4 separate regions of the Mus musculus genome follow, and regions 2, 3 and 4 are each linked to region 1. Evidence: chromatin contacts called from public Hi-C and HiChIP or PLAC-seq data. All regions are on one chromosome and are shown on one strand. Each heading gives the region's core, a stretch centred on a gene start, on an enhancer-like site or on the middle of the called end of the contact. The rest is flanking DNA. Distances are from core to core; before and after follow the strand shown.

Region 1 (6,613 bases), core at 314-2,813:
CAAAGGGGGCAGGACATGTGGTGAAGGTCTGTAGTTTTAAAAATAGCACTGGGGGAGGCCCCTTAGCACAGCTCACTGGCAATGCCTCAGAGCTGTCATTTCATTTGACATTATCTGTGTGTGTGTGTGTGTGTGTGTGTGTGTGTGTTATCTGGAGGCTCTTGGTATTTTCTTGTTACTTTCACTTATTTGTAAGTAGATTACTACAGACTTGGCCTTAACAGTGTTCTTGGGATTTGCTGTGCTCCTTGGATCTGTGGTTTGTGTATTTTAACAAAAGTACCTTTTTTTTTTTTTTCAGCATTTCCCCTCATTTACATTTTAAAAACACCCTCATCTCTATCTTGGCATGTCAAACAATGAGCTTCACTTGGTCCTGTATAACGTTTTCTAAAAGCCGTTGTAAATTATTTCTATAATTTTTAAAGTCTTTGCTAACTCATTTGCCATTTCTGAATCTATCCGTATGATTAAGGATTTTCCTGGCTCCAGGTCACATTATTGTGCTTCATCGGCCATGTGGTGACTTCTGAATTGGACTCTGTGACTTGGAACGTCGTCAGGACTTTTTCTCTCTAATCTGCCTGTAAAATGTTTTGAATCAATTAATTTTCTGGCAAACCAGTTGGCCCCATTCCCACTTGCTCTCCAGCTTTGCTGGCTCAGGTCTGCAGCCTGACTGCACAAGCTCTCGCTCTCTAGGGACCACTGACTCCCTAGGTGCTGATAAGGCTTTGTGACTTTTGTCATAACGCTGTCACCAAGCCTTGTCAAGCGGTTAGTGGTTTATAGCTCCTGGGTGTTGAGCTCAGCCTGAATTAGGGAGCCCCATTCAATGCGCATGCATCCTGATAGAAGCCACAGAGTGATCCAAAAGCAAATCCCTGTGACTCTTCCCAGGAAGTCGCCACCACCACACACACCTTCAGTCTCTCTGGATCCTCAGTTTGGTGAGAATAAAATGCTCAGTTTCATTCCCAGACCTGTGTGTGTGTGAGTGCGCGCATGTTGCGTGTCTGTGTATATGTGTGTGTATACATATATACATATAATATACATATACATACATACATACATACACACACACACATATATTTTAAAGACAGAATCTCATGAAGCTCAGGCTGGCCTTGAACTCACTATGCCACCACAGATGGCCTTCAGTTCCTTCCTGGTCCTTCTGGCTCCACTTACTGAGTGTTAGGATTACAGGTATGTACAACTACACCTCAAAGTCAATTTCTTTATGACCCTTTTTCACTTCCGACTGATCAGAGTCACACATTTCATTTCTTTTCTGCTTTTACTAAGCTAACAAACTAATGCTCGTCATGTTAGCCCCACCTTTTTAGACAGTCCTATATTAAAAGCATCAGTAATCACAATTATAATTTTATTAGATATTATGCAAAACAGCCTCTTTAACATTAATTAGTTCAGGCTTTTGTTCTCTTGTCCTTTGAAAACAGACAGAAACTGTGCAGCTGCTTCGAGCCAGGCCACATCAATCACAAGTGACAGGCCTTCAGCTGCAGCGCCTCAGTCAATGGAAAAACAGAACAGCAACGTTCGCGCGAGAGCACCAGACCTTGGCGAGCAGCTGCTTCTGGAGTATCCCAGGAGCATCCCAGCACCACCAGACTAACAGCCCCAGCAGGTCACAGTCAGTCTAAGGCAGGGGTCCCAGGGCACACCGCTGTCACAATGACAGTTAAGACAGGTGTCGTCCTCTTGGTGATCATCACAGAGTCGCATAATTTGCCTAACTGGAAACACCTTTGTATTTTCAACGTTCAAGCTGTCAATCTCAAAACTATGTCTACATGATTTTCCTCTGAATGTACAGATTAGAAAAAAATACCTTTCTCCACTAAAAATTAATTAGGAACAATAGTTCCTTAGCTTCTTAGAATACTTTAAGGTTATTTTAAAGATGATTTTTAGAGATCACTGTGAAGACAAACATTCTGCTAATAAGGTCTTTCTGACTCTAACAGATAAGCGGTGGGGTTGGGGGGATCAAGAAGCAAACAAACAAGAGAGTCAGGGTCTGGACTTTGATGGACAGCCTAAGTCCTCCTCTACAAAGTATTACTGTTTTAAGCAGTATGATAGTAGTTATAGTAGCCTCGCTTTCTGAAAGCAATCTGACTAAAAACACTGTGTGGAAAAGAGAAGCAGTAATGCTAGTCTGACCAATTATGAAATATGTAATTCCTAAGTTTCTAGTTTTCATACCCTTTATTTTATAAGATTTTAAGTCTTGCAAACTTCCTTAAAGTCATAGTCACTTTTGTCCTTGATAAAACATTAACACAAGCAAAACCCCAAGAATGACTATAAATGAGACAGTTATGTTCTGATACTAGATCTACCTACCTTCTTCACGGTATTGGTAGGAATCAAAGTTGAAAGTCACCAGTCTTACTACTACAAAGTTTAATATGTCAATATTCTGATAGCTGTATTCTATGGTGTCCTCTGGCCTATATTTAGAGTGCTGATTTAACCCAACTAGAAAATAACTAAGGGCAAAAAGAAAGCTAGCATCTGGGGCTTGCCTTGGTTCCAGCTACTTGGAAATACTACCAATAAAATGGAGACTGAGTTGAGTGCTGTCTCACCCCTGGAGTGAGCTACCACAGCGAGGTTCACAAACAAGACCTTTCTTAAAATAAAGCATATTCATTTGCCCAGAGTAGATGAGGGCACTCAGGTGTCACCAAAGGTGGCTGATTTCAGTAGGATCACCCAGCTTCTATTTTCTCTAACAAAGACATGCCACAAACATAGGTACTCAGTGGATCACAGCTAAGGACGAGTTTATTCAACCAGATTATTGACGGGTTACCCAGTGGCTGCCACTGAACTCGATTCTAGATTACACAGAAAACCAGGGCAGGGCTTTGAGAGCTAACACTAAGCTATTTAAGACAGACAGATGCAAACAGTCAATATTGTTGATTGAACATGATGTATGATGGTCAGGGAGGAGCAACTAATGGTTAAAGCTCTGAAAGAAATGTAGATCCCAGAATGCTTTAGGAAAATGCGTCCACAATTTCTAAGGAGATGTCAGACTTCTAAAGTCAGTTGCTTAAGACTTCCCATCCTTACAACTGCTTGTGCTAGTGTAGGTATGCGGTCCCATGACCAGGGAACTGCCTAGTGTATACCCAGGCTATATGCAATGCACTCACTCTCAGCATACGTCTCAGGACGGACAGATGCCACCCTCCAGGACTAAAACACTCACGTCTTTCTGTGCTGGATGCTGGAACAGAGAACTAACTATGAGTAGAAGGAGCAGAGAAAGCGGTGACACCTGAGACTGGAGGCTAACAGAGGCAGGCAAACGGGCTTTAACAGCTTGGAGAGTTCACCACGTTCCTCGGAGGCAACCTTTACCGGATTTATTGGACTCCTTTCACAACGGCTTTGAATCATAACAGCATTACTTGGATACTGAGTCTGTTCCCAACACTCAATGGAGGAAAACTTTCAAATGCCAAACTCCATGCACATGGTGAGTTTTCAGATAGGATCATGGGTGGCAGAAGAGGCAGTGTCAGGCATACAAGCAGCCACACATACAAGCATATATGACTAACCTACATATTTGTGATAGGCATATGTCAGACCAGCCAGCATTCTCAGATAGTACAATAATACAGCCAAGCAAAACACGATTCTATTCAAATGCTATTTGATATGCTGACCTACCGGTAAGTTAGAATCAGATACAACAGAACATCCTGAGCAAAAAACCAAACCAAACCAAACTAAACCAAAACGCAATGAAACAAAAACAAAGAAAATAACCCTGTTCAAAATAATTCGGCTCTTGACAAGGGCTGGCATTTATGTCTCTAACCCATGTCTTCTTCCTCTCCTGGGACCCAAGCTTGGTCAGTCAAGAATTCCGTTTGTTTTCCTTCCTCCCTTTCTGAGTGATACACGAATCAGGTGAGGAAAGTAGTTAACCAGCCCTCCAACAGCAATATAGGCTGATCGTCTCTAATTTAAAAACCCCAAACCTGAGCTGGCAATCAGCCAGCCTGGCCAGATATGCCCACAGGTGCAAACAGTAGCAAGAATGCCATGGGGTAACCAACTACTTCTGATTGGATTTGAGGTCAACTCCTCAGGAGGAAATGTGTACCTGAGATGATACAGAACCCCAGGCTGGGGAACTCACGAGACCCACGAGGGAGCACTGCACTCCAACCTCACGGTTTTTATCTGTTTTTGTGCAGCAGACAGAAGCTAATACAAAAGGTCACACTTGATCAAAGTCCAGAGTTCAGTGGAGTGCTCAGCCACTGCCGCCCTGACACCCAGGAGAGGGGGTGGAGAGAGGAGACGCTGGAGTTGGTAGAGGACTGGACCTTAAAACAGCGCCTTTTGAACATAACAGGATCGCTGCACCCATGAGCTCTCGGCGGCACAGGAGAGAGCCACCACCCTGCCCGAGACACTACAGACAGACGACACTACAGACAGACAACTGACAGCTTCTGAGGGAGGGAAGGTTGTTTTTCTCTCAGCGGGATCTCCTAGAAGGTTGACCACACTCTGGGGGATGGTGGGTGCCACATCCATGCGTAGATGGGCAGCACAAGTCTGAACCAGTGAGCTATCTAAAACAAAAAGCAACAACAACAAAAAAAATGAGGCCACGCAGTTGGGAGGGGGTAGAAAAGGTAGAGGAAGATATGGAAGCCATTAACAGGTAAATATGACCAAAATATATATCTTGCAATGCATACGATTTTCAAAATTAATTTAAAAAATTATTTTTAATTAAACTTTTTTTATTCAAACTTTTTTTTTCTGTATTTTATTCAAACTTTTTTTTTTCTGTTTGGTTTTTTGAGACAGGGTTTCTCTGTATAGTCCTGGCTGTCCTGGAACTCACTCTGTAGACCAGGCTGGCCTCGAACTCAGAAATTCACCTGCCTCTGCCTCCCGTCAAACTTTTTAATTCAATATTTTGATCATATTCTCTCATCTCCCCCAAATCCTCCGAGATCCTTCCACCCATGTCACCAGCTTCATGCTCCGCCCCCCCCCCCACACACACACAAAAGAGAGAGAAATGGAGGCAGAAAGACTGTAGGAGCCGGAGGTGGTGGGTGATAGAACATATGAGCTCACACACTGTCACTGGACACAGGTGACACCAGACACAAACAAGGGGAAGACGGCAAAAGTCCCACCAAGAAGCTCTCTGCGACCGATACTTTCTAGGAAAGGGAAAACCAGCTCTCTCCTTTGGGGCACCCTCATTAGGTGCCTCGAATACTGCTCTACTGCTGTGAAGAGGCACTATGATCGAGGCAATTTACAGAAGGAGTATTGAACAGGCCGCCTGCCTACAGTTTCATACTGTGAGTCCATAACCATCATGGCAGGGAGAATGGAGGCGGGTGGATGGGTGGGCAGGAAGGCAGACACTAGAGCAGCAGCTAAGCGCTTATATCAGAGCCACAAGTTCGGCAAAGAGACTACAACTGGACCTGATGTGGACTTTTGAAACCTCAAAGCCCTCCCCCAGTGACACGCCTCCTCCAACACGGCCACACCTCCTTATCCTTCCCAAACAGTTTCACTAACTGGGGGCCAAACATTTAAATATATGAGCCCACGGCGGCCTCCAGACCAGCACACTGTGTATTCTAACCACACTCCAGGGCAAGCCACATGCCCAGGAGTAGTTGGCCAGCACAAAACAGACTCCATGTTTTGTGTGTGTGTGTGTGTGTGTGCACACGCGTGAATTTTTCACGTGAATCTATATGTAACATCTATAATTGCATATACAAGTATGTATTTTTAAATTACTAGCGATTGCAAGCTAATGTATGAAAATATCTTATGGCTTTATGTAATACATATTAAGATTTAAGATTAAAAAAAGACCAAAAAACTTCAAGAATAAGGTGTGACAGAGTTAAGTCCCCAGTGTAGAACTCAGCTAGCTGTCTGAGTCCTTCTCACTGTGAGGAGTTCCACAATCTTTAGTCTGCAGCACCCCCTGCTGGGAAGTTTGAATTCTTGGAGATTTTTGTTTTAAGTTTTTGGTTCACAAATGACTTTAACATATCAAAGTTTGTGGTGGGGGTGACCCATCTAACCTTGAACACAGCAATCCCTCCCCTCCACCCTGACCTTTCACCCATACTACGCAGCTGACATTTTTCTGTGACAGCTGTCCTGTGCTTAGACCCCAAAGGCCCAAGACAAAATTTCCCCAGGCACTACAGTGTGCACAGGAGGGACTGTGAACGGGAGGTGGCCTGAGGGGCCTTGGAAGGAAGGTGAGAGGGCAGCTTGAGGGATGAAGTGGTCCCCAGAGGTGACTCCCTCTGGGCCAGGAGGCATGGGGAAAGATCCCTGCTGGAAGGTATGGAGGTGTGAACCTCACAAAAATACCCCAAGGCTTGAGAACTAAGGGCGCCTTGCTGCAGAAGGATGGCACAGGGAAGCATACCACAGATGAGCAGCCGAGACAAACCAAGCCAGCAAATGGCTCTGGATGAGCTCTGCCCTCCCCCTTCTCTAATCCCTCCCTTGACATTACTGAGAAGTTACTGAGAAGCAAGAAGTGTAA
Region 2 (7,008 bases), core at 870-3,369, 720 kb after region 1:
CCTCTACTATTACATCTCAATTTCTCCTTTTTTTTTCAGATTAATATGTATGTATGTGTATATATATGGAGGTTAAAGGATTTTTCCCCCTTACATTTCCATGTGTATCGATAGGTCTAGGGCAAAGCCCTTAGGAAGTTCAGCTTTGAAACTTTCAAAACCAGTTAAAAGGACCCTAAGGTGAGTACTCAGCCTGGGCAGCATTACACATTTAGTTCTGATATAAGGCAGCCTGGAGTGGTAGACTGCTGCCCTTTAGTGAATACGGATGAAAGCTACGGTTTTATAGAACTAGTTCCCCTCCGCTTCCTCCTCCCTTCCTTCCTTTTCCTTTTCCTTTTTCTTTTCTTTTTCTTTTTTTTTTCTTTCTTTTTTTTTTTTTTTTTTTTTTTTTTTTTTGAGTCAGGGTTTCTCTGTGCAGCTCTGGCTATTCTGAAATTTACAGAGATTCCCCTGCCTCTACCTCCCGAGTGCTGGGATTAAGGGCATGTGCCACCGTTACCCGGATTTATTTTCTTCTTTCTCTCTTTCTCTCTTTCTCTTTCTCTCTTTCTTTCTCTTTCTCTCTCTCTCTCTCTCTTTCCTTCTTTCTTTCTTTCTTTCTTTCTTTCTTTCAATTTTATGTGCATTGGTGTTTTGCCTACATTATGTATTTGGAAGGGTGTTTGATCTCCTGGACCTGGAGTTATAAACAGTTGTGAGCTGCCATGTGGGCACTGAGAATTGAACCTGGGTCTTCTGGAGTTGCTCCCAGTGTTCTTAACTGCTGAGCCACCTCTTCAGCCCCTAGAAATAGTTCTTTTCAAATTGTGTTTTGAAACTGCATTCCTATGTAGGAAGATCTCTGCTGTATTTTCCCTTTTCTTCAGACCATCTTTGCATAGTCCATAAACATCAATACTTTCTCAGTACCCGAACTGGGCCTCTGAGGCCACTTCGAGGTCTTTACGGACCAGCAGCCTCATGCTTTGTGGCTGCTCTCTTGCAGGTGTCGTGGGAGGGTGCGCCCATGGGAGGTGGCTTCGTTTCGCTTACCACTGTCACAGAATACCAGAACCGGTCGGTACCGGATAGTGAACCGACTATGTCTCTGCTCAGGGTTCTAGGCAAGTTCGAGACTGAGGGGTGGCAGCTGCCGAGGGCCTTTGTGTCCAGCATCCTACAGCAGAACAGAGAGGAACGTGGCTGGAGGCCCCTTTTTTGAGCATCCGTTCTGTTCTAAACAGCTTAATCACCTTTAACTGGGCCCCAGCGCCGGACCGGCCCTGCTGTGTTGGGAGTGAAGCTTCTCCACTCAGTGGAACCATGACTGTGAATTTTAACCACTTGCACCTGAAAAAAAAAAAAAAAAAAAAAAAAAAGGAAGAGGATGCTGGATTAGGTGCAGTTCCTTTCTGGGACTTGGAACGTTGCCAGGAGCCTTGGCTCACTTTCCTGTCAGCCAGCCTCTCTGGCTCTGCAGACAGGCCAGGGCAGGAGATGCCTGTAGAGACCTGTAGGCAGACAGCTCAATGCAAAGATCACTTTCACTGTGTTGGCTGGGTGCTGGCTGCAAGCAGAGCCCCGGGCTGCTGCCAAGGGTTAAGGTAGCAAACCAGCAGTAAACGGAGTGCTTGGCAGAAGCCCAGCCTCTGAGACAGAGACAGGCTTAATTTCCATCCTTGGTCACAGTTGCAAAGGGACATTGCCACTCAGATCAACAAATCTGGTTTGCATGTGAGACATACAAACCATTCTTTGCATTGTGAAACAGAGTCTAAGAAGGTCCTATTCCCGGAAACCTCGAGGTGCCTCCCCTCCCAACTCTTAACATCCAGGTTACTCTAGCTGCTCTGAGTGAACCCTGACCTTTGAAAGGGGGGTATAATGCCTCCGAGAAACCCCAGGCCTGACTTCAAGCAGATCTTTATATAAGAACTGATTGCACAAGCCTGCATGTGTGGGGCTGAGGGAAGAAAAAGGGAAGAGTGCTTTCTGTGTATGACTGAGACCCTGCTATTCGTTTGACTTGGATGTTTCAGCTGAGCTCTGTCGATTATGAAGATAGTCATATATGTCAGTACTAGAAACCTCCGCTCGCAGTTGTACGAGCAGCTGCCCCATCCTCCCGCTCTAGCCTTGCCCTCCTCTGCAGTGAGCAGGAAGCAGAGACTCAGAGAGAGTTGGGCCTTGGCAGCTGGGAAGTGGTGGGGCATCAATTCTGCCCTCATAGCGAAGGGCAAGAGTGCTGGTCACATGGAATCCGGAGATGGCTGTGTAATGTGGGAGACGCTGAGTTCCATGTTCCCACACTGTAAGTCATGATGACACTGTTAAAAATGACGGGTGGGCGGCGGAAAGTGAAAGAAAAAGAACAAGAGGGAACAGAAACCGACCAGACGCACAGAGGATCAGGCGAGTGTAAGGAGGAAGGCACGAAGACAGGCTGGGGGAGGGGTAGCCTGGAAGTCAGTCAGGGAAAGGGGAAGGCAGGCAAAGGAGACTGGGTAGGAGGAAGAAACCAGACAAAGAGGATTGCGATGAGGTAGACACAGAGACAAGACCTTCTCCTTGAAAAAAAAAAATGTCCTTTTCCAGCCGAGGGTGGAGGCCAACCACGCCCCAACCCCTGCCTGACACGTCACTTTCAGACCCCGGCTGCAGGGCCAGCCGGAGAAGTCCCTCACCTTAAATCTGTCTCTGCTTGTTGAAGAAGGCCCGAATTGAGATGGAAGGAGTTTGTGAGACTTTCTGGAAATAACAGAGGAGAAAAGTAGAGAGCCATGTGCTTGGCAGAACCCTCTCGAGAGTCCTCAGACAGGCTGCGCCCGTTCTGCCCTTCACCTCAGGAGTGGTACCAAGCTCTCTGGCTTTGGTCTCCAGAAATCTGCAATCTGGGAGGGATCAAAGGTCCATATGGAGAGCGCTGAACAGCCACGCTGTTGCGCAGACAGTGAACACAGGCAGAAAATACCAATGGAAGATGAATGAGAGAAAAAGATGAATGAGATGAACGAGACCTTTAAAAAGATGAATGACCTTTTAAATGGACAATGGCTTTCTTGACAATGTCACAGAATTTTCTTAACTGTGGGGGAATTAGGGTAAACAATTTGGTCAACTATGGAAACATGGACAACTGGACCAAGAAGGTCCAGTGTGTGGGCTTGAGAACAGCATAGCAGAGCCAAAGCAGAGAATCCCATCACTAAAGCCAATCTCCAGGTGAGCTGGCTCAACAGAAGTATGGCATTGACCTTTAAAAAGTTTTTAAAATTAGCACTCCCCAGAAGTTATACTTATCATTAAAAAGCAACAAACATTGCCTAGACAACTCTGGCACAGGCCAGCTTGCAAGAGGGCCAGGCTTAGCCTCATCTGTCAGGTCGGACAGACACAGACTTCAGAGGACAGCTTGAGATCAAAGGTTGCAGGAAAAACTGAAGATGATGGAGGGTAGGCAGACACTGAAGGAGACTGAGGTGGTGGTGGTGGTGGTGTGTGTGTGTGTGTGTGTGTGTGTGTGTGTGTGTTTGTGAGAGTGTTTGTGTGTCTCTGTGTGAGTATGTCTGTTTGAGTGTATCTCTATGTGTGTGTGTGTGTCAGTGTGTATGTGTGTCAGTATCTGTGTATCAGTGTGCATGTATGTGAATGTGTGTTAGTGTGTCTGTGTGTGTCACTGTGTATATCTGTGTGAGTGTGTGAGAGTGTATCTGTGTGTATGTGTGTGTTTGTGTGTATCTGTGTCTGTGTGTGTCAGTGTATTTTGGGAGTGAGGTGAGGATATTCAACATGTAGTTGACAAGAACATGAAGCAAGGACAATGACAACCAAACGTTATGGATTTGTTTGGTTTTTCAAGACAGGGTCTCATGTATGCCAAGTTGGCCTTAAACTTGGCCTCGGCTACAGAGCCTCCCAAAACGGGATCACAGGTAGAAGAAGCCATAGCACCTTGTTTTATGTGGTGCTGGGAATGGAACCCAGAGCTTTATGAATGCCAAGCAAGCACATACCAACTGAGTTACATCCTCTGCCTAGAACAACCAGCATTTATGGGGTACAAACTGCCAGGTGCTTTCTCAAGCATTTTGTATGTTACTTGTTCACATAAACTCTTCTATTGTCCTATGAGGCATTTCCTGTTAACTGTATTTTATACACAAGGGAACCTGACTATTCCATGGGAGTTAGCTCAGTGTTCTATGTTCTGTAATTCTTAAATCTGAAGACATATAAGAATCAATGTTTATGTTTATGGGTTGGTTTATGTTGTTGTTTGTTTTTGGTTTTCTTTGGGGATTTTAATTTTTAATTAAAATTATATAATTAATTAATTTAGAGGATCCATGTCCCGGAGGCTGGTCTCAAACTCAGTCTGTAGCTAAGGATGGCCTTTCAACACCAGGATTACAGGCTTGAACCACCATGCCTGGTTTAGTCAATGCTGGGGACAAACCCCAGGCCTGTCACGTGCTGGGTGAGCACTTTGCTAATTTACCTACCGCCTTAGCCCACTGCTGTTCCTTTATTTGTAAACACTCACTTTTATATCTGATTCTAGACACACTGTCAAAGATTAGGTTTCTGTGAGGAGAGTATGACTTCACTATGAGGAGTTTAGCATTATAATTAACACGATGATTTCCCCCAAGAGAACTAAAAACTCTAGTTCAGCGTTATGAGACCTTCATATTAAAAGAGGCCCATCAAACGAAGAACCTCCTGGGTTCATAATGGGCAACAAGGGTCTCTCTCTGATACTCCGTTCCAAACTGTAAAATGCCTGGGAAGATGCAAAGCTCCTTTTCAAGAAGAAGGAGGAGGAGGAGGAGGAGTAAGGAGAAGAGGAGGAGGAGGGGGAGGAGAGGGAGAGGAGGAAGAGGAGAAAAATAAAGGTGCCCCTAGCCCTGGAAAGAGCAGCCAGGTTCTTGTCCTCAAGGTAGCCTCTCTCACAAGAACCGAAGCTGAGGCTCGGGCTCTGGCAGAGCCCGGCTGGGAGTCTGGGAGGCAGCAGATGGAGAGAGATAGCAATACATCTGTTTTCACAGGAGCCTGTTGTTCTCTGTACTAACTGCTATAAAAACAACACGAAACCAGCCACACTTCAGTTTTGGTTCTAGTGACTAAATCAAGGAATGGCTCGATGGTTGCTGTGTCATTAGAAATGAAACCAGTTCTTAAACAAGAGAACAGGGTCAACACTTTAATAACCCAGCCAGTTCATAGAAAAATCAAAGCTGAAACTCTGACACCCCAGCCCTGAACACCTGCTGCCTAAGGTTGGTTCTGAACCAATGAGCCCTCTTCCTTGCAATGAAGGCACCACATGGGCCCCAACTTGCCTGACACGGAGAGAGCCGGCTTCCTTATGTGCACAGTGCCATTGGGTGGAAATGAGCCTCATACCCAACAAAAATACTTCATATCTGACTTTTATTTTTTCAAATATATAATCCTATTCGCCCCTCTAAGTACTTTTTTTTTTTTTTTTTTTGGTTTGTAGACAGTCTCACAATAAATACAGCTCTGGCTGGTCTAGAACTCCCTATGTAGACCAGGCTGGCCTTGAAACTCAAGAGATCTGCCTGCCTCTGCCACCTAAGTGCTGGATCAAACATATATTTTGATGTATGAATTTGATCTTTACTAAGGTTGCCATTTACATTTTTGGTTTTGGTTTGTTTTGCTTTGCAGATAAGTACTCGCTGTGTACCCTAGGCTAGTTTGGAGTTCATGGCAGTCTTCCTGCCTCAGTCTTCCAAGTGTTAAAACTACAGGCATGAGTCTCCGAGTCTAGCCATCGTTTACATTTTTTTCAGATGAAGAAAGTGGAACTTGCAGAGGTGACTTAGCCAGAAACAGGTAGAGCTGGGGCTCTGAACAGAAAGATTCTGATCTACTGTCAGGGATGGTGGCCATACCATGATCCCAGCAGCACCTGGGAGAGCCAGGAAGATCCTAAGGTAAAGGGTAGTCTAGTCTACATGTACCTGTTCCCCTTCCCCACAAAAAGAAACAAAGTCACGCTCACCTCTGTCTATACTGCCCCTGATCTAACTTGGCTTGCATACAGTAATGAAGGTGGTAGAGATGTGGGAACTCATAGGTTGCCTCCTCTGTACCCTCTTCTCCCTAATGTCACCAAAGAACCTTCTCCTCCCTTCCTCCCTTGGGAAACTGTTGATGATGCTCATCATAGAATGCTTCAGGATAGGTGATTGGCTCAGTTCTGACCAATGAGGTTTGAGAAAACATGTGCTGGCCTTTCTGCAAACAAGCATCTCTGGGTCTCAGTTGTATTGTTAGAGGAGATGATCTCTCGATCCTTGTTGGTCTAGCAGAGAATTCAAGGTCCACATTCCCTAAACTATTATTTGTGCCCAAAAAAAATGCCCCTGAGAACTAAGCTAGCATACAGGAGAGGCAGTGCTCAGGAATGAGACAGACATGGTGCCTAAGAACTAGGGCAATGTCAAGTTTTCAGAATACGAGTAAAAGCAACCCCTTAGTTTGCTTAGATAATTTGGAGTTTCTGTCGTACAAAAACTGATTACCAGTAAAAACACTGCCAGAGGCCAGTAACATCTGGCTGTTGCCTGGGTTTCCCAGTCAGGCCGAAACTAGTCCTTCAACACGTATCATTATTTTGGGGGCACACATATCCCTCTCCTGTTTCAGACCCCAGAGACTCCATCTTTCTATTCCTGAGATCTGGCTTTTTCAGTTCTCTGCCTCATCTCAGCCCAGCGCAGACAAAAGCAATGTTTTTCCAAAAGTCCCACCACGGTGACAGGTAAAGGCACTGTTCTCTGCAAGGAACACTCATAGCAGGGGATGGACAGACCCACACATGCTGGTCGCCAACAGTCACAAGATCAGCATCAAGGAAGGATGGTGCCAACTCAGTTCTTCACATACTATAAAGTCTGTAGAACAATTATTTCCTTACCAGATTCCAGACAGGGCCTCGAGTCCCAAGAGTTTAGGTCTCTTATTTGCCAGTAGAGGACTCTTCCAGTAATTTAG
Region 3 (6,422 bases), core at 2,778-5,277, 700 kb before region 1:
ACTTATTACCTATAAGTAATTCTGTATGTGTATAGACCTTCATCATTCCCGGGTTGTGAACAAGAGAAATGTGTCCATTTGAAAGGCCACCTCAGCAGTTCACACTGTGTGATCCAATGCTCATGAATTCTCTTCCCTTAGCACAACTGTGGAAAGGGAGAGACTCTGGACCTGCACAGAGAAGGGTCCATTCATAGCAGCACCAGCTCCCAATGGGTAGGTGGTACTGGCCACTCCAACCCGACCCAGTTTCCTTAGAGAGACCCTGCAAAAAGGAGTCTGGAGCCACAGGCAGGGAAAGGTTTAAGAGAAAACCCGAATCCAGGGCTGACTTTCTAAAACAATTATTGGAAAATTGCAGAACTGCTCGCCCCAGGAAACCTGAAGGAAAATATTTTGATTGTGAGAGTGCATTTTTCACAGGGCACGCAGGTGCACTGCCAGGCAGTGTAAGACAGGGGCACACCTTGTGAGATCCCTGTGCTGTGTTGAAAGAAGCACAAAATTTAAAGCCAACGTTTAAAAAAAAATCACCAGTTCTGGTAAAACTTCAGAATAGAGGTCCAGATGGTTTTGTTCCATTTTTATCTGATGGATTATTAATTGTAATCACTGCACACAATTTGCATTTTAGGACAGCTAATGTTTCTCTTGTCTTCAAACTCCAGCTAACACTTCCTTCTCTGCCTAAGAATTTTTTTTCTAACCAATCTTCTTCCCTTTCGCCTCTCAGACTTGTTCAAACTGATACCTGAGAGCTAATTTACACCTCACTGTTTTCAAAAACAATCTCATATAACAGTACCAAGAGACCTACCCCTTTTGAATTAAAAGTCTAAGTTCTAATTTTCAGTTTTTTTTATGGATTATATAAGTGGGCACAATTTAGAGGACATACAAAATGCACCATCAGGATAATTTTTCCATCCTTTATTTTCTCAACATACTTGTGCTGGTAACATTTAAATCTACCTTATCTCCTTCTTCAAACAGTGGTTACCAAATAATAATTAAAGTAGGTAAGCTTCCATGTTCAAGGTACATTAGAGGAGGAGACCACAAAGGGCTTTGCAATATAAGCAAGTGCCTGGGTTCTGAAAGGAGTTGAGGGACACCTCAAAGCCATTGGAGCCTAAGTCTGTAAGACCCCTGAGTAAAGGGACCTTCTGAAAGAAAACAAAGATATTACAATTCAGCAATGTGTGTAACAGAAACAGAACCATCTTTAGAACAGCTATATATTTTCTGTACTCTAGGAACATGTCCAGTGAACACTTAAAGGTGTCACTGTTCCATATTAGAATTTTTTGTTTGTTTGTTTTTGTTTTTCGAGACAGGGTTTCTCTGCATAGACCTGGCTGTCCTGGAACTCACTCTGTAGACCAGGCTGGCCTTGAACTCAGAAATCTGCCTGCCTCTGCCTCCCAAGTGCTGGGATTAAAGGCATGCATCACCACAGCCTGGCCCATGTTAGAAATTTAATATCAATATATACTTATATCAAAATTTAACATGAATTTATTTCTAGAGAGAATCTCTTATAAGCAACACCTGTCAATAAAATGCCGATGGCCAATGAGCTGAAGCAGGAAAAAGGAGGTGGGACAATGGCAGGAAGAGAGAGGATTCTGGGAAATAGGAGAGATATAAAGGAGTGAATAAGGGGAGATGCTAGGGGAGACACTGAGGAAGAAAGAGGTCAGGACAGAAGGAGAGGTTACAGGCTGTGTGGAAGATATAAAATAGTTTGGATGGGTTAAATAAGTTACAAGCTAGTCAGAGAATGAGTCAAGGCTCGTAGCAAAGACATTTATTAATAAATAATTAGTCTCAGAGTCTTATTCTTGGAGAAAGGCCTGGAAAGGAAAAGCAGTTTTATTTATTTTACATTTTTTCTGAAAGCTTTTGTGACCATGCCGTTTGTTGATGGTGTACCCTGCTTCCTGGAATGGGAGAATACTGCACTTAACTGCCCAGGCAAAAGAAGTAGATCTATATGAACTGCTGTGGTCAATCAAATGGGAAGTGGATGTTTTCTTTCTATCAAAAAGAGTGAAGGTTGGAGTTAATTGTCAACTTGACAGAATCTGGCGTCGCCTGGGAGAAGGGACCTTGAGCATGGGTGGGACGGGTGTCTAGATTATGTTGTGTTGCAGGAAGATCCACTGTGGGTCTTACACCTGAGAAAGCAGAAGTGACTGAGCACTAGCATGCATGTGTCTGCCCCTTCCGCTTTGCTGCTTTTCTGCAATGTGAAGAGCTACCTCAGTCTCTGCTGCTGGGACTTCCCCAACATGCTAGCCTATACCCTTGAACTGTGAGCTGAAATAACCCTCCTTAAGTTCCTCTCATCATATCCCCCGTGTGTCAGACACCATGGGGCAAAACTAAAGCAGGATAACACTCTTGAGAAAACGGTTGTCGAGGCTATAGGGATGGCTCTGCAGTGAAGACCACTGAGGGCAGGACCATTGAGTTCCTAACAACTACGTGGCAGCACACAGTAACTCCAGTTCCAAGGGATCTGACACCCTCTTCTGGCCCCCTCAGATGCCAGGGGCATGCACAAGGTGCACATATGTTCATGCAGGCGAAACATACACCAACAAAACAAAAGCAAATAAATATTTTAAATGGTGATAGGCATGGAGAGACATGGACTTTGAGAGCAAGGGTACATTGTCACTCAAAACCCATCTGACACTGCCATTAATAACATAGCAAGACCTGAAACTTGGCCTAGAATTCTTCTCACTATAACATGCTATCAATAATATATTGATATATATAGCTTTCTGAAATAACAATCTACATGCAAAATGCCTTTCATATAATACTCTCAAAGGTCAGTTGCTGTTATTTCTGCTTTAACTGAAGAAACTATGGCAATGAGCCGTGCATGAACAGAAAACATCTCCACTTGGTCATCCTTGAAAAATGTGGTGTTAAAGTTTCCACTCACATTTTCGAGCTAAGCTATATGCCTGTACAGGAAATACAAATTATTAATAGCAGTTCCAGTATCTTATAAATGCAGAAAGTAATAAATATAAAAATGTTAAGTACACAGAGTCGATGATAGAGAGGATTTGTTTATTTGCACGATTTATGAAATTGTGACCTTGAAACTCTCATGCAAAAAAAAAAGCCATTAATCCCAATTTGTAAAGTACATGGGACCCACAGCAGGAGTGGTAATGTGGATAAAAGGCAATGTAAGAAGGCATAGACTGTCTTTTATAGCACATTTGTCAGCTTCCTTCCCATTAAGCCTGTTTTAAAAGGTGAGGTATATTTCTGACCCTAAAAAGTTAAAATTACTCACCCCAATCAATCTGGTATTGTACATTGAGATATACTGCCTTCTTCCACAAGTACTAAAAAATTTTATAAACCCTGAGGTAACCAGAGATGAATTTCTTAATAAAAATTCAATTTGTAAGGTTTCAATATTATTTACTTCTTGATTATAATTTGTGAGCCTTGCCCAATACAGCCACATAACTCCCTCCTCTGGCAGTGGAAGTTAAATTGATTGGGCCTGTTCACTAAATAACACATGAGCTGAACCATTTTTTTTTCTTCTCAAGTCTCTCATACTGCCTTGCTATTTACTTTCTGTCAAAATAATCCTTGCATGTCAGCCACCAGGCAAAACATAGACATCTATCTAAGAATTTTCCTCTCAGTTTAGTAAATGACTTTATATTGGAAAGTCTTTCTGCTCACGCAAAATTCACATAGAAGGGGAAAAAAAAGGTAACTCTGACATACCTGTTTCACCATTGTGGGAGGAAAAAATGCTGACACTGATCCTTGCTTCTCCCTCAGACCAAGGAATACGGCTTTATTTTGCACTTCCGGTGCTATTCATTCTCAATAGTAATCACCAGAGACTTAATTACACCTTCGTGTATGCCGGAGCAGAGGCATACAGTGTTAGTCCACAGGGTACTTGTGGGAGGGGCACATGGAGGCCCTGGAACTTTCCATTCTGCCTAGTTTCCTGGAATTCTGGCAGGACAACGGAAGTCCGCATGGATGCTGCACTGTTGGATGCTGGGAGCCTAAGAAGAAATCCCATTGTGTCCTCCCACAACCTTATCAGTTCAAGACAGAAATCCTCAGGCAGAGTCCGTTTCTCCAGCGAGGGACATTGCTTGGACTGAGAAGCCAGGCCACATGCGGGTCTGTAGTAGAATTGAAGCAAACTGTGCCCCTTGAACGACCTGTCTGACCAACTGTTAATCATTATCCAAACCTCAACAGAGGGGGGGAAATAACAATAAAGACCCTCAACTCTCACTGCACACGGTGGGATAAACGCAGGCAGCACCCAAGAGCCCAATAACACGGAGAGAGCAAAGCTGAAACTGGTATTTAATCTCTGGGGAGAGGAAAGAGGGCATAGAAAAGAGAGAACTCTAATTGAAACCGCACAGAAGCCCCCAGTCAGTGCTTCACGCTGACAGTCTCGAAGCCTGTGTGGAAATTGGCTTCACAGTCTTTGTTTCCTCTGGGCCACATGCTGCGAATCTGGTTACAATCATAGCTGTTATTAATCAGAACCGGGCTTGGGTTGCTGGCAAGTAAGTGGTACCAGGATGTAAGCTTTTATGTGCAGATACACAGGCTCCATTGACTTTGCCCTCAAATTCCCACATACTGCTCATCAATATGTACAGAATGCTCTCCAGAGCGGAACATCCAAGGCACGGGAAAGGCCAGGGAGACTGACCAGAGAAAGAAATTAGGAACGACAGATGTTTGACTTCTGCAAGGTCAGAGAGGCCGGTAAATAAGGTCCAGAAGCAGAGAGCCAAGGCTAGGGAGGTCTTGCCCATCAAACCTCGGCTCCAAAAGCACTGCAAAGTCACGTCCTGAGAGAAGATCAACAGCGCCTGAAGCAAGCAACTCTGGTGTCAGCCCAGAGCTCAGGTTCAAACACCTGGCTGAGAAGCCTCTGGCAAGAGATGACAAGTGTGGCTAAGTGGCAGACCATGTGCTCAGCATGCACAAGGCTCTGGAGTCAACTCCCAACACCAAATAAACAAACAGATAAATAAAAAGTTGGCAGAAAAGCCAAGCACTTGCTGGGGATTGGTGATTTACATAAAGGAGAGCAGCTTGGGAGTGGCTGACATATAAATTACATCTTTCTACAAATTCCCTGACTTCCTCCTCACCCCAACACCTACTAGTTGGCACAGCAGCATCTACACTCATTCTGGCTCTACCATATTCCCAGATCACTGGCTAGAGTGCTCACTTGCCTTTTTTCCTGGGTAGTTTCAGGTTCATTCTTACACATCAAACCAATATGGCTTCTTCAGTATGTGTCATGGCCAATTCCCCAACTGGGAGGAACCCCAGGTACGGACAAAACAGAGAATGGGAAAACCCCTCTATACATTTCTTATTAATACTTGTTTTTCTTGTAACACTCACATACACAAGATTACACAGGTGCATACCGGATGCACACAGAGACTCATACACCATAATTCGATGCTACCTGGAGAAACTAGTCATTAAAACATTCACCAGTGAATTGATTCTGTCTAGCCCACGCTGCTCAAAAACCTGCATTCCCTCCTCTCTCTTGTCGCAAGTTTGGCATATCCCCACCCAACCCCCACCCCCACCCGCTCTCCCCCCCCCCATCCCCCAACACACACACACACACTGCAGCTAAGGAGCACCACTCGTCACCTAGTGGCTGAAGGCACCATAAATTTATTCTTACATTCCTGGAGATGAGAAGTCTAAAGTAAATCTTAGGGGGCAAGATGTGTATTTTTGTCAAGCTCGTTCCCTCTGGAAGTTCAGAAGAGAACTTGTCCCTGCCAATTTTCATTTCCAGGGCCAGCGGGCTTTCCTTGGCTCATGGTTTCATGAGCCCAACCTCCTCTTCCAGTATGGCACCAGCTATACCCACCCTCATCTCCTGTCTTTCTTAAGGACCTCTGTGGTTGCATCAGATCCACCGGAATAGCCCAGAATAAGGTCTTTAAGATCTCAATATTCCTCTGGAAGCTCTCAGAGACTGAGCCGCCAACCCAAGAACGCACACGGGCTTGAACCAGACCCCCAACACCTATGTAGCAGAGGTGCAGCTCAGTCTCCATGTGGGCCCCCACCAACTGGAGGGGAGGCTCTCAATAAAGCTATAGCCTGACTACGGTATCCGTTCCCCAATAGAGCTACTTTGTCTGCCCTCAGTGAGAAAGCATACGCCTACCCTGGCTGAGATTTGATGCAACCAGGGCAGAGAGGGGTTGGAGGAGGGGTGGGGGCTCCATCCTCTCAGAGGAGGAGGGAAGGGAGATTGGAGGGAGGATCTCTGTGAGGGGGGAAGTCGACAGGGGAAAGTCAGCATTAATGCTAATTAATTAATTACTTAATTAAAAAAAAGAATCTCA
Region 4 (7,009 bases), core at 3,133-5,632, 820 kb after region 1:
GAAAATACCCATATACATAAAGTAAATAAAACTTAAAAAAACCTAGCTTCCTATTAAAACACAGCACATTGCTTATGATTCCACTACAGGTGTGCTGTGTGGTAGGTACTGACATTCTAAGTCTGTGCTCTGTTGTAGAGATAGCCTGACTCCACTCTCTAAGATAGATGACTACACGCACACAAAAAAGAACGCATATCAGTATGTCTAAAGTGACATGTGTGTTTGAACTGTGGGTAGCATGATTAGAGGGGATTTATTTATCTTAGAGAATTGCTGTTATTTAATTATGTGTATGTACAGGTACTTTTGAAGAGCAGAACTAGAGCTTACGGGGGTTGTAAGCTGCCAAAATGGATCCTGGGACCCTGGGTCCTCTCCAAGAGCAGTATGTGTACTTCTCTGTTTAGCTGCCTCTCAAGCCCTCTTTTGTTTGCATTGATTCATTTACGGTGCATCAGGTGCATGTGCACATACATGCACACACATGTACATACATGTAGCCACACAGATCAGTGTTAGCTGTCTTCTTCCATTACCCTTCACCTTATTTGTTTTAAAGAGTTTATGTGTGTGAGTGTCTTGCCTGCATGCATGTATGTGCAGCACAAAGTCACAGATGGCTGTGAGGTGCCACACGGGTGTTTAGAACTCAAACAGGGTTCTCTGCAAGTGCAGCCAAGTTCTAAGCACTGAGCCATCTCTCCAGCCACTGTTCACGTTACTGAGCGCCACTAAATCTGGAGCTCACTGGTTTGAAGGCAGGGCTGGGTGACCAGCTAGCCCCTAGGCACCCTCCTGTCTCTGCCTCCCCAGAGCCCACACTATGACACATGGCACGTTTCAAGTGAGTCCTGGGGAGCTTAATTTGGGTTGTCACACTTACATGGTAAGCACGTGACCAGCCAAGTAACCATCCTAGTCTTCTAACCGCCCACAGTAAAGTGAGGGACGAGGGGAGGGGACGGGCGAGGAGGAGGGGGAGAGAGGGGAGTCTGCGTCAGGATGTATCATATGAGCAAAGAATACAAGAAAGAGAAACAAAGAAAGAGAAACATAGGAAGGAAGGGTGGATGGAGAAAATATCGCAAAGTGACAGCCTCCACATTCTAAAACTTTTATTTTATTGTAAATAATGGACGAAGTTATAGGTCCCCTTTGCACACTTACATAGTATGGTTCTGCTTCTCTTTCAGTTATCTCATCCTGATAGAGAGTAAAGCAAGTTGGAATTCGTCCAAACCACACATCTCGAAGCACATCTTTGTCATCTGTCATTCTTCCAGTGGATGAAGCAGTACATATAGGCTAAGTTCTTCCTTCAACCAAAGCCAAACTGGAAACAGAATAAATAGCATTAGTCAGATCCTTCCAAGAATTAATGAAAACATTTCATAGGCAAAAAATGAACACCAAAAAACTTCACTTAAAGAAAAGGTGGAGTGGGGTATGGGGAGGCCTCACTGATGTACACCTTAAATCCCAGCACTTGGCAGGGGCAGAGGGGCAGAGGGGCAGAGGGGCAGAGGCAGGTGATTTCTCCAAGTATGAGGCCAGCCATACTTACCTACCTCTTACTCTCTCCCAGCCAGGGAGGAGGGGAGGTAGGTAGGTAAAAGCCAGGAATTTCTACATTAGAGAAGCCGAGACAAGAGTCTGTATGTAGCAAGACTGAGCTATTTGGTAAAACACAATCTCAAAAAGTCTGTGTGTATACACATGCATGCATATGTGCATGCATGTGTATGTGATGCCAATTACATATTCAAGTAATAAGCAATATAAGTCCCATCAAAATAGAAACTATACTTCTGCAAAATGTGTGTGTTTTTTAATGTTTCTTTTAATGCCTTCTTTCTTACAAACTGCAATCAGTTCTCTTAACTACAGGCCAGCCCCCCTCCCAGTTTCCAGCTCAGCCCCTTCAAATGTTTCCTCAGCCATTCCTCCCTCAGTTTCCCAACAGTCTGCTTAAACAGTCTCGTCTCTCATTTTCCCCAGTAGTAGCCTCTCCAAACTATAGCAGCTGTTCTACCCTATCTGCTCAGCTTGGCTTCTCCTGGCTCAGCTGTCACCAACTGTCTCTTGTCACTCTGCTAGTCTCTCTACTGTCTCCTAATAATATGGTCTCTGGCTCAACAGGTTCCCATTCTCTTCTGCTCAGCCTCCTTTCTACACTGACTGTCTTTTCTCCTCAGCCCTACTCAGTCCTTTCCTAAACCAACTGTCTTCTCTGACCCTACTCTCCTGCCACCTGGACCCTCGGCTCCCCTCTCTCAGCCTCTGCTGGCTCTTTATATCCTCTCCTATCCCTAGAATTCTAGAGGCAACCCAAACCAAAGGCCATAGGGTCAAGCAGTTCTCTTAAAGGGCCAGGTGACTAGCAACTGGGGATCCTTTAAAGGGCCAGGCACAAAGTAAATCACACCACATACTTCTTACTTTTTCAAGCCTGGTAGACTCTTATCACTCACCTAAAAGAGAGCCTTGTACCTGTGCCTTATGATCTTAATCTAATTTCAGATGATTATTCACATAATTACACTTGCCCCATCTAATGTATTTAGCCTCTCCTACCACGTTTATCATTTCTCCTGAAAAAAAAATAAAAAGAATATTTGCTTCGATTTGCAGATGATAGCATATACCAATCAAGAACTGGGGTTGGTGCAAGCCTATAGGCCTCATGGGTTGAGCCTGGGTGACATGAGCCCCTGCCAAACAAACAAGCAAGCAAACAAATAAACAACAACAAAAAGCTCTTTATTAAGTTTATTCCCTTTTCTAAATTTCATCAGATGCATAACTTGGCCCCACCAATACTTCCAGTCATACTGATTACAACTCCGTCCTATAGACCTCAGTAAGCCCCGACCCCTAAACATCCAGTCGCTGTGCTCTGACTCCCCAGCCTAGTACTAACTCACGCTGCTTCTCTCCAACTCTTACTCACACTGTCAAGTGACTAACACCCTCAGTCCCAGTGAAATATTTCTCCAACTCACAACAGTCCTTACTCCACAGGGTAGCGCTGCTAGCTCGCTCTGCACATGAGGAAAGTCTCAGGATCAGGGAAGGACAATGTGCATGAGCTCTGGGATAGCCCAGGCTATCATGCTCATACTCCATGTCACCTGTGTACATGATGAAACACACACTGCTGATAATGCACAGGGCAACCCAAGGAGGTTCTACCTGAGTATTAAGGGTCAATATACAACCAAGACAGTGTTGGGCAGTTAATTCATAATTTAGTATAATGTATAAGAAAAATCCTAAATAATTGCATGGTGCCCTCCAAAATTATGGGCCTAGGTGGATATCAATTTAAAATTCTTTTTAGAGTTATTATTTTATGTTTATGAATGTTTTGTCTACATGTATGTGTGGGCAACACATGCATTTCTGATGCCCTGAAGATCCAGAACAGGGTGTCAGATCCCCCTGAACTGGAGTTACAAAAGGTTCTGAGCCACCATGCAGATGCTAGGAACTGAACTTGTTGCAAAAGCCAAAAGTATTCCAATGGCTGAGCCATCTCTCCAGCAGGACATCAATTATTAACACCGAGGTACATCAAGGAGCTTGCTTTTATCCTTTCTCCCCACCCAGGACAAACCCTTTGGGATTGGCATCAGTTAATCCATAGTTAAAGATCAGTCAGCTGTTGGCCATCCACACATAAGCAAACTGCCTTAGGTGGGAAAAGACCTGCCTTATGTCAAACTACTGGCCACTAGTCAACTTAGAATAAGGACCCTGGTACTTAGCAGTGCCTTGACTTTTATTAAATATATACAAGTATTCTAAGCTAGTGATATACATATGTAAATTTCATTCAGTACCACAGTGAGACTTCAAATTCAAGCATGCTTAAATTCTACACTCAAAAGAAAAATTTCTGAATGTACAAATCACTCAAATTAACTTGCTGAAAACAGGAAGCCCTCATTACTTCCTGACTAGGTTAGCAGCTGATCTTTAGAATAAATGTCCAGGCTGGAGAGATGGATCAGCAGTTCAGAATGCCCGCTGAGCTTCAGAAGGCCTGAGGTCTCTCTAGCACCCAGCTAGGATTCCGCAGAAGCACCTGTAATTCCAGTTCCAGAATATCCAATTCCCAGTTCTGGCTTCTTTGGGCACCCACAAACATATCATAAATTCACACAGATACACACTGAAACAAATACACATTAAAAATCAAAGTAAGATAAATTTAAAATAAGTAAAATGAATAAATTTATGTGGTTATGGGCTGGAGAGATGTCTTGGTGGGGAAAGGCACTTGCTGCGCAGTCTAATGACTTGACTTAGACTACTGAGAGCTACATGATGGGAAGAGAAAAACTGGCTGTCCTGATCTCCACGTGGCTGCATGGCAGATGTGCACACAAGCACAAACATACCCCACCCACACATAGGAATCTCAAGTTATACTACAGGGTATAGTCATAAAGACAGCCTGGTGCAGGAATAAAAACACACAGGAAGAGCAATAGAAAAGAAGATCCAGAAATAAAATGACAAAGCTATGTATCCACTGAATTTTTGACAAAGTAGGCAAAAACATACTGGAAAACGGACAGCCTCTCCAGCAAACAGTGCTGGCCCTCCTGGCTGTACCTGCAGCAGAATGAAATTAGTCTTACCTTTCACCTTGTATAAAAATCAATACAAAACAGACTAAGGACCTTAATTTAAAACTTGAAACACTACAACTTGAAAGAAAACACCTTTTAAACTACTGGGATAGGAAGAACTTTCTGAACAGAACATAACAACACAGGAGCCAACCTCAAGTATCAGCAGGTGGGGCCACAGGGAAGTGAGAAGTCTGTACAGCAAAGAACGCTGTAGCCACAGACAGCCCACAGAATGGGGGCTACCAGCTACACTCAGTCAATATCCAAACTTACAAAGAACTGCAGAAATGAAACACCAAAGAAATAACACTGCCAATTAGCAAGTGGGTAAATAAACTTGAATATTCACTGTTAAAAAAAAAAAAAGAAACACAATGGCCAATAACTTTAAAAAAAACAATGTGGGTTTTTTTTTTTCAGATTTATTTATTTAATGAATTTAAGTACACTGTAGCTATCTTCAGACACACCAGAAGAGAGCATCAGATCCCATTTCAGATGGTTGTGAGTCACCATGTGGTTGCTGGGAACTGAACTCAGGACCTCTGGAACAGCAGCCAGTGCTCTTCACCACTGAGCCATCTCTCCAGGGAATGCAGACTAAAACTACTCTCAGAGCGTCTCACCAATGGCTATCGGTCATCAATAAACGTGACAACAAATGTTGGAGAGGATGTGCAGGGAAAGGAACCTCAACCACGATTAGTGGGCCACAAAACACTGCAGCTGTCATGAAACTCAGTTTGACGATTTCTCAAAAAACTTTTGAATAGAATTATCATGTGATCTCCTATTTCAGTTCTGAGTATACCCTAGCATAGAAGTGTTTTCACCCTCATCTTTATTATTGCTTTATTCACGAGAGAAAGGAACTGAAATCAACCTCAATCCCATCAACAGACAAATGGACAAGGAAAATTGGTGTATATATAAAATTATATATGTATACATATATAATATATATATATATATATGGAATACTGTTCAGCTCTAAAGAAAAATGAAATCACAAATTTTGCAGGAAGATGGATGGACTTAGAATATATATTATTAAGCAAGGTCACACAATCTTAGAAGAAGAAAAACCACATTTCTTCCTTACATGCAGAATCTAACATGAATGCATCTGCGTGTGTGAATACATATATTCGTAGGTACAGTAACATATGAAAGAGAGCAAGAAAAGCTAACATTAGGAAATGAAGAAGGAATGAATGCAAGTAGTAAATACAAGCTGTTTCCGAGTTCTGACTCTATCGTGGTTTTTTTTATTGGTGGTAGTGGTTTTGGTAGTGGGTAAGTGCATAAAACAGTGGAAATATAAAATCCAATGTGGATGGGTGGTGGTAGTGAACACTTTTAATCCCAGCACTTGGGAGGCAGAGGCAGTCAGATCTCTGTGAGAAGGAGGCCAGCCTGATCTACAGAGTGAGTTCCATGACAGCCAGGACTACATCAAGAAACTCTGTTTCAAAAACAAAACAAAACAAAAACAAACAAACAAACAAAAATAAGTAAATAAGGAAGGAAGGAAATACATAACTTGCAATGTGAAGATCCACAGCTCCTGTTTCTCTATAAAATATATAGAAGCTCATTGAATTGCATAGTCTTTGGGTGTTTTTTTTTCTTCAACTTTTTAAAAATATAATAAAGTTTAAAATAAAATTTAAATGTTCTTTAATTGGAAAAAATAATCAGCTTATGGATATTTCCTGATTTTGAGGTAAGGGCTCAGTATGTTTTATCAGAACAATAGAAACCTAAGGCACACTAATATGCACATCTGAAATCGAATGATTTATAGTAGTTTTGGGAACCTTGAACCATCCAGTCAACTATGACTCTTGCTCAAGAGAAGACAACTAAAAACTTCCTTAACTAACACATTTGAAGAAAACTCAATTCAGTTGTAAAGTTTTTTCTTGTTTTGTTTACTTTTGGTAGCATTGGGTCAAAACCAGTGCCTTAGACATACTAAGAAAGTATTCGACCATTTGATTTGCAATTTAAATGTTTAAGTCACTATCAAGGACCTCAAGCTCTGTAATTATAGCTACCAAACAGGCTGAGGCAGAAGGATCATTAAGTTCAAGGCCTGGGCTACAGAGTCAAGTCAAGGCCAGCATGGGAAACAGTGAAACCCTGTTGCAAAAAGAAAAAGAGCTTTATAGACAGAGCTCAGCAGTAGAGTGCTTGCCTAGCAGACCTGATGGCCTATGTAGAGTAGTAAGCAGTAATTAGCAGCTCCAACTCTTACTCAAGAAAGTAGTCAGGATGTTGAACATTTTCTTAGATGCTTCTCAGCCATTCGGTATTCCTCAGTTGAAAATTCTTTGTTTAGCTCGTACCCCATTTTAAAAATA

What was found. Hi-C and Micro-C count contacts between places; a contact is called where the count stands out from the background. HiChIP or PLAC-seq counts read pairs in DNA pulled down with a chosen protein or histone mark.
Region 2: an H3K27ac HiChIP or PLAC-seq map of double positive thymocytes shows a contact between it and region 1, with 2.9 times the contacts expected there. The contact joins two enhancer-like sites. A contact is called at or near these places in 1 of 39 promoter capture datasets (cranial neural crest), 5 of 115 datasets of contacts at active chromatin or transcription factors (double positive thymocytes, embryonic stem cells, hepatocytes and 1 more) and 1 of 9 other capture datasets (embryonic stem cells).
Region 3: a contact with region 1 is called in a Hi-C map of pro-B cells, with 2.8 times the contacts expected there. The contact joins the promoter of D030045P18Rik here to the enhancer-like site in region 1. A contact is called at or near these places in 5 of 39 promoter capture datasets (the C10 cell line, cranial neural crest, hippocampal neurons and 1 more), 1 of 15 datasets of contacts at CTCF or cohesin (large pre-B cells), 5 of 484 Hi-C or Micro-C datasets (the HL-1 cell line, cardiomyocytes, nephron progenitors and 2 more) and 5 of 115 datasets of contacts at active chromatin or transcription factors (differentiating embryonic stem cells, embryonic stem cells, large pre-B cells and 1 more).
Region 4: an H3K27ac HiChIP or PLAC-seq map of large pre-B cells shows a contact between it and region 1, with 3 times the contacts expected there. The contact joins two enhancer-like sites. A contact is called at or near these places in 10 of 39 promoter capture datasets (the 3T3-L1 cell line, the C10 cell line, cranial neural crest and 6 more), 1 of 484 Hi-C or Micro-C datasets (bone marrow-derived macrophages) and 5 of 115 datasets of contacts at active chromatin or transcription factors (bone marrow-derived dendritic cells, double positive thymocytes, embryonic stem cells and 2 more).

What each region holds. Positions count from the first base shown.
Region 1 is chr10:45,098,366-45,104,978 of GRCm38.p6, reverse strand. All of the region lies in intron 6 of Prep (prolyl endopeptidase), which reads right to left. Among named protein-coding and RNA genes, the nearest start is that of Prep, 34 kb to the right of the region's middle. Within about 2 kb of position 1,563, at least 55 of the 459 cell types and tissues checked have an H3K27ac peak or open chromatin away from gene starts, as enhancers often do. A contact at or near this core is called in double positive thymocytes, liver and pro-B cells, where this site is marked.
Region 2 is chr10:44,376,067-44,383,074 of GRCm38.p6, reverse strand. No RefSeq gene overlaps it. Among named protein-coding and RNA genes, the nearest start is that of Mir1929, 20 kb to the right of the region's middle. Within about 2 kb of position 2,119, at least 189 of the 459 cell types and tissues checked have an H3K27ac peak or open chromatin away from gene starts, as enhancers often do. A contact at or near this core is called in double positive thymocytes, where this site is marked.
Region 3 is chr10:45,805,309-45,811,730 of GRCm38.p6, reverse strand. It overlaps D030045P18Rik (RIKEN cDNA D030045P18 gene), which reads right to left and starts at 4,027. Exons shown (of 3, transcript NR_040624.1): 1 at 3,775-4,027.
Region 4 is chr10:44,280,359-44,287,367 of GRCm38.p6, reverse strand. Atg5 (autophagy related 5) reads right to left here. Exons shown (of 8, transcript NM_053069.6): 2 at 1,171-1,336. The coding sequence starts at 1,278. Among named protein-coding and RNA genes, the nearest start is that of Atg5, 16 kb to the right of the region's middle. Within about 2 kb of position 4,382, at least 7 of the 459 cell types and tissues checked have an H3K27ac peak or open chromatin away from gene starts, as enhancers often do. A contact at or near this core is called in liver, where this site is marked.